2 separate regions of the Sus scrofa genome follow, and region 2 is linked to region 1. A link is a contact called in public Hi-C data. All regions are on one chromosome and are shown on one strand. The core of a region is the stretch at or near the end of the contact, and the rest is flanking DNA. Distances in the headings are between cores, read along the strand shown. Region 1 holds the start of HIST1H2BD (histone cluster 1, H2bd). Region 2 holds the start of LOC595122 (histone H1.3-like protein).

What was found. Hi-C and Micro-C count contacts between places; a contact is called where the count stands out from the background.
Region 2: a contact with region 1 is called in a Hi-C map of fetal liver, with 1.7 times the contacts expected there. The contact joins the promoter of LOC595122 here to the promoter of HIST1H2BD in region 1. A contact is called at or near these places in 3 of 5 promoter capture datasets (fetal liver, fetal skeletal muscle and liver), 9 of 47 Hi-C or Micro-C datasets (blood, embryonic fibroblasts, epiblast stem cells and 4 more) and 2 of 2 datasets of contacts at active chromatin or transcription factors (alveolar macrophages and skeletal muscle).

Annotation. Positions count from the first base shown.
Region 1 is chr7:20,819,471-20,823,032 of Sscrofa11.1, reverse strand. It overlaps HIST1H2BD (histone cluster 1, H2bd), which reads right to left and starts at 1,943. Exons shown (of 2, transcript NM_001243656.1): 1 at 1,508-1,943. The coding sequence starts at 1,897. The coding sequence ends at 1,517.
Region 2 is chr7:20,880,320-20,883,881 of Sscrofa11.1, reverse strand. LOC595122 (histone H1.3-like protein) reads left to right here and starts at 1,575. Exons shown (of 1, transcript NM_001031792.2): 1 at 1,575-2,240. The coding sequence starts at 1,575. The coding sequence ends at 2,240.

The DNA of each region.
Region 1 (3,562 bases), core at 694-3,193:
TCATCAATGATGAGTTGTATGTGTGCATGTTTATTACTAGTTTATTCTGGTCTGGTGTCTCAGCTTCACTGGAAAAGAGTTCTTATCAGGCTCCCCACCAGGGCCAGTCTTCACATAACACCATAAAAAACACAGCTTAGGTTTGGGTGACGCCAGCTGAGGCGCTTGTGGTTTCAACATGGACCAAACCCCTGGGTCTGAGAGTTCCTTACTTTTGTAGTGGCTCTTTGTTGTTTTTATAATTTTAAAAAATACGTTTCTAAATTTTAATTGTCCATCCAAGTACCCAGATTGCCTTATTATGGAAAATCTATCCCCATGATCCATGAATCTCTCTGTTTGGGAGATGTGAGAACCCTAGAGTTTCTAAATTCATTCTTCTCTCAGCCTACAATACCACTGCCTACCATTGAGATTTTCCATCTCAATCAGCACTTCACTCCCAGTCCAGCCTCATCTACTTTGCAATTTTCTTGGCCACCTCTGATTATCGATTCCTTTCCTTCCTGCCACAGGCTCCCCCGCCCCCACTTCCTTTCAGAGGTTTTATCTTCCCCAGCAATGAAAACACTTAAGGCTATCCGACTTAGTGCAGCAAAAGCCAACTGCTGCCAGAAGGGGCTGCCTGCCCTTCCCTTTCTACTTCCTCTCTACCCTTGATGCTCGGGGACATTCGGTAAAGCGGTAAGGGTGCTGAAAAGGGGGCTTAAGCCCTGATTCCGACACATTAACCGATTGAGAGTTTGGGCTTCTCTCTTTTGACCCAGAGAATATTAAAGCTGAATGCTGCCCCGCCCCCAGGACTAAGAATTAATTAGGACTTTCTGGGAAAGAAGATAGAGTAGCTGAGAGGATTTCAAGGGATTTCAAAGACGGCTTCCCTTTCCTTTTCCCTTCCGTCGGATCCTTTAGGATAGTTTGGGCTTCTCCTTTACCTCCCCTGCCGCTGCTCAGAACCTCAAGCAGAACTGCACCAATTACAAAGCAAGCAAACCAGTAAAGCCTTTGCAATATATCTGTGAAAACTCACATTGTCTTCAGCCTTTTTTCAGATATGTCTACATGGCTTGAAAAAGAAAAAAGAAAAATAGAATAGAAAAAGTGCAGAATGAAGTTGTCAGAGCATGCTGTTTCCTGCTCTGGGTAATCTGTCATCCGCAAGTTCTGGAACAACGCCAGGATCAACTTGGAGACCTACACACGGAAAGGAAAGGTGTACCCTTGAAATGGCATTTTGAGTGCAAACTAACATTTAGTTAGGTGACATTAAATAATTCATCGGTACTTGCCCACAGTGAACCCGCAACCTATGGCACATAGTTATTGCGTAGGTTCTTCATAAGTATTTCCTAAGTAGCTGTTATTGGAGCACTAAAGCATGGCAACGAAACTTTAAATTTGGGGGAACTCAAAAAGTAGTCTTTGGAATTAAACAATTACAACTCATTTGCTGAGAGCATGCGTGGCTCTTAAAAGAGCCTTTGGGGTTAACAGTAAAGATGCTTACTTGGCAAATTTATTTGGAGCTGGTGTACTTGGTGACGGCCTTAGTGCCCTCGGACACGGCGTGCTTGGCCAGCTCCCCGGGCAGCAGCAGCCGCACGGCCGTCTGGATCTCCCGGGACGTGATGGTCGAGCGCTTGTTGTAATGCGCCAGCCGCGAGGCCTCACCCGCGATGCGCTCGAAGATGTCGTTGACAAAGGAGTTCATGATGCCCATGGCTTTGGACGAGATGCCAGTGTCCGGGTGGACCTGCTTCAGCACCTTGTACACGTACACGGAGTAGCTCTCCTTGCGGCTGCGCTTGCGCTTCTTGCCATCCTTCTTCTGCGCCTTAGTCACCGCTTTCTTGGACCCCTTCTTCGGGGCGGGAGCAGATTTGGTGGGTTCAGGCATAGCAGCGTTAAAAGTTAGAACTGCAAGGCTAACACCTGGGAAAATAGTCAGTCAGGGTGAGGCCACATTTATTTATAGATGCGGTATTCAAATGAGGTTAGTAAGGTTTCGCTCACGATTGGATTAATTTTATTGTGGCGTCACAAACACGAATGTAAATGAAACTTGCAGGTCTACGTTTCCATTGGCTGTTAACTTACTTTGCTTCGACCCAATCAGAGGGCTTGGACTAGGCTACTCACAGCTAGTATAAATAGTTTTTTCAAGTAGTTGCACTCTGTATTTCACCGCTAAGAGAAGGCTGCTTAGCCTAGAACGGGTTAGTTTTAATAACTCGGTGCATTGGGTTTGCACGCAACTAGCAGCCATCTAAGTGTCCTGCTGATGAAGTTGGTGGGCAAACGCCTTATCCTGCGCCTGGGACAGCTAATAATTTGCAGCCACCACATACATCAACTTGAAGGTGAGCTGGGTCACCTTCAAGTTCACGTTCGTTAACCTTAACATTTGTGCAATGGATACTTAGAAGATAGCGCTAGGGCAACACGAACGGAATCAGTCCTGACTCCCAAACGTGTGCAAGATGTGGGCCTTCTACCCAACCAAACTCGGGACAGACAAAATACCCGGCCCGCTACACCTCCCACAGGTTTTAAATGAATCGCTATGAAGACCCACCTCCCGTCCCCGGAGGCCCGCCCTTTAACTCGCAGCCTTTTCCTCCCAGCCACGCCCCCTTAAGAGTGTGCAACAGCTCTTTTCCGGAGATCTGTGGGTGGCTCTGAAAAGAGCCTTTGGGTTGTGTAGAGCTTGTAAGCCGTTGGCCAAAGGGACTTCCTATTTCTTCTTGGCTGCCGCCTTCTTTGGCTTGGCTGCCTTGGGCTTGGCGGTCTTTGGTTTAGCCGCCTTAGGTTTCACCGCTTTGGCCTTCGCTGGGCTCTTGGGCGCCTTCTTAGGCTTGGCGGCTCTCGCTTTTTTGGGGCTCTTTGCTTTTTTGGCTCCTGCAGCCGCGGCAGGCTTCTTCGCCTTCTTTGGAGTCTTTTTGGCGCTCTTCTTCGGGGTGGCCGTCCCCGTCGCCTTCTTGGGCTTCTTAGCCGCTCCCGCGGGCTTTTTGGGCTTAGCCGCGCCCGTTTTCTTGGCTTTGGGTTTCGCTTCCCCGGTGGCCGCCTTCTTGTTGAGCTTGAAAGAGCCGGAGGCGCCAGTGCCCTTGGTTTGCACCAGGGTGCCCTTGCTCACCAAACTCTTCAGACCCAACTTGATACGGCTGTTGTTCTTCTCCACATCGTAGCCAGCGGCCGCCAGCGCCTTTTTGAGCGCAGCCAAGGACACGCCGCTGCGCTCCTTGGAGGCGGCGACAGCCTTAGTGATGAGCTCGGACACGGGAGGTCCAGACGCCTTGCGCTTCGCAGCACCTGCAGACTTGCGGGCCTTCTTTTTCACTGGCGTCTTCTCCGCAGGGGCCGGAGCAGCCGGCGCGGCAGGCGCAGTCTCGGACATGTTGAAGGCGGGCGTGGGAGAGCAATTCGAGCCGGAAACAGAGGCACTGGCCGGGACTCGGGCCGCGCCGCTGCGCCCGCCCGTTTATATAGGGCGGAGCTGCGCCGTGATTGGTGCGCTGTCCAGCCCGCCTCGCTGGCAGCCGCAGAGTGTCCTCTCGGATCCCGA
Region 2 (3,562 bases), core at 326-2,825, 61 kb before region 1:
AGCCAATAATGACTATTTAAAAACAAGCCAAGTGATTTTTATGGAATTAGTTAAATGCGGAGAGATGACATCAGTAAATATTCTTGTCTCGGAATTGTATGAGAAAATTATCAAATCACCATTAAATATAGGCCAGAATAACTAGATTTTTGGACGTAGAGGTATTTACTAGAAAAAACATAGCACCAAAATACTTTTGTTGTTTATTTATTTTGACAAACATCAGGTTTCATTTCAGTATTTGATTCTTTGGAGGATATTTTATGCTTAATTGTCCAATATTTTCCTTATTCCATTAGTCCTGGGTGTTGCAAAGAGATAGAGTAGTAAAGTCAGTCATATTTGTTATGAAAAGTTTGCTCAAATGCTTAGGTGAATATATCCAGCTAATTAATTTAGATTATGACAGCCTGGTTCATATTTTGTTAGTAAAACCCCCAAGGAGAGTTATAAAGATTCAGAAAGTGATCTAAATTTTTTTCTTTCTGAATCTCTCTGTCCCTCCTTGCAATATTGAAAAAAGTAAGTCAAATTTGTATTTTAAATAACATTTTGAAATATAGGAAATATGTACACAATTCTATGCTAAATATTAGAAGAGAAAAATTCTATGGACAGGGCATGTATAAGTACTTTACAATTCCAACCCATGTGATCTTACAGTGTTCTTGAACTCATAGCTGGTAAAATGATGTAGAATTTCTATTCTGTTGCTTCATGATTCACTTTTAGTCTTTGTAGATGGCATGATTGATCTTTAATGCACATTCCAGGTCTGAAAAATCCATCATACTAATTTGTAAAGAGGGTTGGTGACTTGATTTGGAACTGTTTATCTAGAACACAAATGGAGTAGCCTCACACCCCATCCTTCCTAAAATGTTTCAAATACTGAAATACTGGGACCAAACTAGTTTATACACTGATCACTGAAATACTTTTTTCAAAAAAAATCTATCTTTTCTAAAATAGTTATCCATCTCGGACGTAGAATTTTCTACCCCAGTGCCAATTCCCAGGGCTTAGTGCAAACAAGTTGCAGGAGAGCTGTGTTATTGCTCCCGCGGAAAAACCGTTTTTCCTTGTATATTTGAGTAAAAATGAGCTTATTTATATAGGGTTGCAAAGAAAACAATGTGCATGACAAGGCCCTGGAAGAAAGATTTGCAAAGGAAACAGAGAGAAATAGTAATTTTAAGGAAAATCTGAAAGTTGTCTCGATTTGACTGAAGTTTCAAAGAGAGTTGGGGGAATCGGGAAAGTTTCAGGGGGCCAGTTTTGAAACCAGGTACAGCAAATAAGGCAGGAATGAAGCCTGAAGCGTGTCGGATCAATTTCCCCCAAATCCCTAATTATTTCGTGCCCAGACTTCTTATATTTTTCTTCTTTTTTAAGGGGCAAAAAACACAGCCACTCGGCAGAGCTGAGGAGCCCTTCTTAGCAGTGCGGCGCACCGAGCAGGCAACCAATCATCACTCAGCGACTCTCTATATAAACCCCCAGCCGGCGGCGCTTGGGACACGCCATTCTGATAGTTTAAGCGTACTTTTTGCTTTTCCTGGATAGTCAGAAAGATGTCGGAGACCGCTCCAGTGGCTCCTGCTGCTCCCGCGCCTGCAGAGAAAACACCTGTAAAGAAAAAGGCGAAGAAGACGGGCGCAGCTGCTGGGAAACGCAAAGCGTCTGGGCCTCCGGTGTCCGAGCTCATCACCAAGGCTGTCGCCGCCTCCAAGGAGCGCAACGGCGTGTCTCTGGCCGCGCTCAAGAAGGCGCTGGCTGCCGCCGGCTACGATGTGGAAAAGAACAACAGCCGAATCAAGCTGGGGCTTAAAAGCTTGGTGAGCAAGGGCACCCTGGTGCAGACTAAAGGCACTGGCGCTTCGGGCTCCTTCAAACTCAACAAGAAGGCGGCCACCGGGGAAGCCAAGCCCAAAGCTAAGAAAGCGGGAGCAGCTAAGCCTAAGAAGTCTGTTGGGGCAACCAAGAAGCCCAAGAAGGCTACCGGAGCAGCCACCCCAAAGAAGACCGCCAAGAAGACCCCCAAGAAAGCCAAGAAGCCGGCAGCGGCAGCTGGCACCAAGAAGGTGGCCAAGAGCCCGAAGAAGGCGAAGGCAGCCAAGCCGAAAAAGGCTGCTAAGAGCCCGGCCAAGGCCAAAGCCCCCAAGCCCAAGGCAGCCAAGCCTAAAGCCGCAAAACCCAAGGCTACAAAGGCCAAGAAAGCCGTCTCCAAGAAGAAGTAAAATTGTGGCGGGACCTCCTGCTTTGCAAACCTAAAGGCTCTTTTCAGAGCCACCCACTGCTTTCAGGTAAAAGGGCTGGACCTAATGTTTTTCGGTGAATTCTTTTTTAAACTTGCCGCTTTTATGTGATTGGCTGAGACTTAATGCGCCAGGGGGCGCGCGCGGAACTTTTGAGCGCTAAATGGCTCGGAAAAGAGCCTAAAGATACTCAGCGCCGGGATAGTGTTCTCAACCCTTTTCTTGCCATCGGCCTTGTGACTCTTGTTCTACTTTGGTTGTTTGGATGTTGGGCTGGACACCGCCCTTGCGCCATGGTCACGCAGCTCAGGTTATTGACCTCCTCGTTGGGGATGGCCTGCTGCAGGGTGCGCGGGACGATGCGGCGCCTTCTGGCTAGCCACCTTGGCCCGCCTGCCCCAGGATCTCGTCCGTCTGCTCCTCCGGTAGCACCAGCACGTACACGGCCGCTCTGACCCCGACCCGCTCGGAGCAATTGCCCTTGAGCAGACGGTGCGCTCGTCCCACCAGGAACTGGAGCCCGGCCTGCGAAGAGCGGGTCTTGGCCTTTGCTCGCGCTTTGCTGCCTAGTTTCCCAGGTCGAGACACGTTAGGAAAGAGTGCAGTTTGAGGAAGAGGTTATTCTAGTTTCTAGATGTTTCTAAAATTTCCATTCCCATTGGTTTGCAGTGGCTATTTGGGAGCCAATCAGAACACACTTCAGGAGAGAAAATACTGCGCCAATTAGAGGTTGAGATCCTAATTTGCATATTACGAAGCCTTTGAAAAGCTTAGATTTTGTTGTTGTTGTTGTTTTGGCTTATTTAATGCTGTCCTTATTTCAGGGGATTATTCATCGTATTATTCTGCCTAAATCTGTATAATTGTTGCTACCACCCTGAGGCTAAGGGATAGTGAGAAGTGTAAATCACCCTTGGCTGGTTATGATTTACCTTTTTCTTTGCCAAATCCTCTCCCCCGCTGATGTTGACTGCACCCAGTGAGCCACAGTTGGCTGTCTATCTTGGTGAATAGGAAGGGAGAAAAAAATGCTTTGGGAAAGACCACGGTATTGCTTGGAGAGTTCTTGGAGCTGGGGTTAACCAGGTCAAAATAAATGGGCTCTAGGAATTTGGGTTGATTGGGCCTGAGATTTGGGGGATTTTTTTTTTTTTTTAATTTCAGGGAAGGTCGCTTTTATTGGCAAATCTTAACAAAAATCTGAGTTCTGCAGATCATTAGGGGCTTGTAAATATAGATGAGGGGAAATTGCATCTTTATTTTCGCAGCTAAGCATTTTCTTCAAGTATACCTGTAGGCAACAA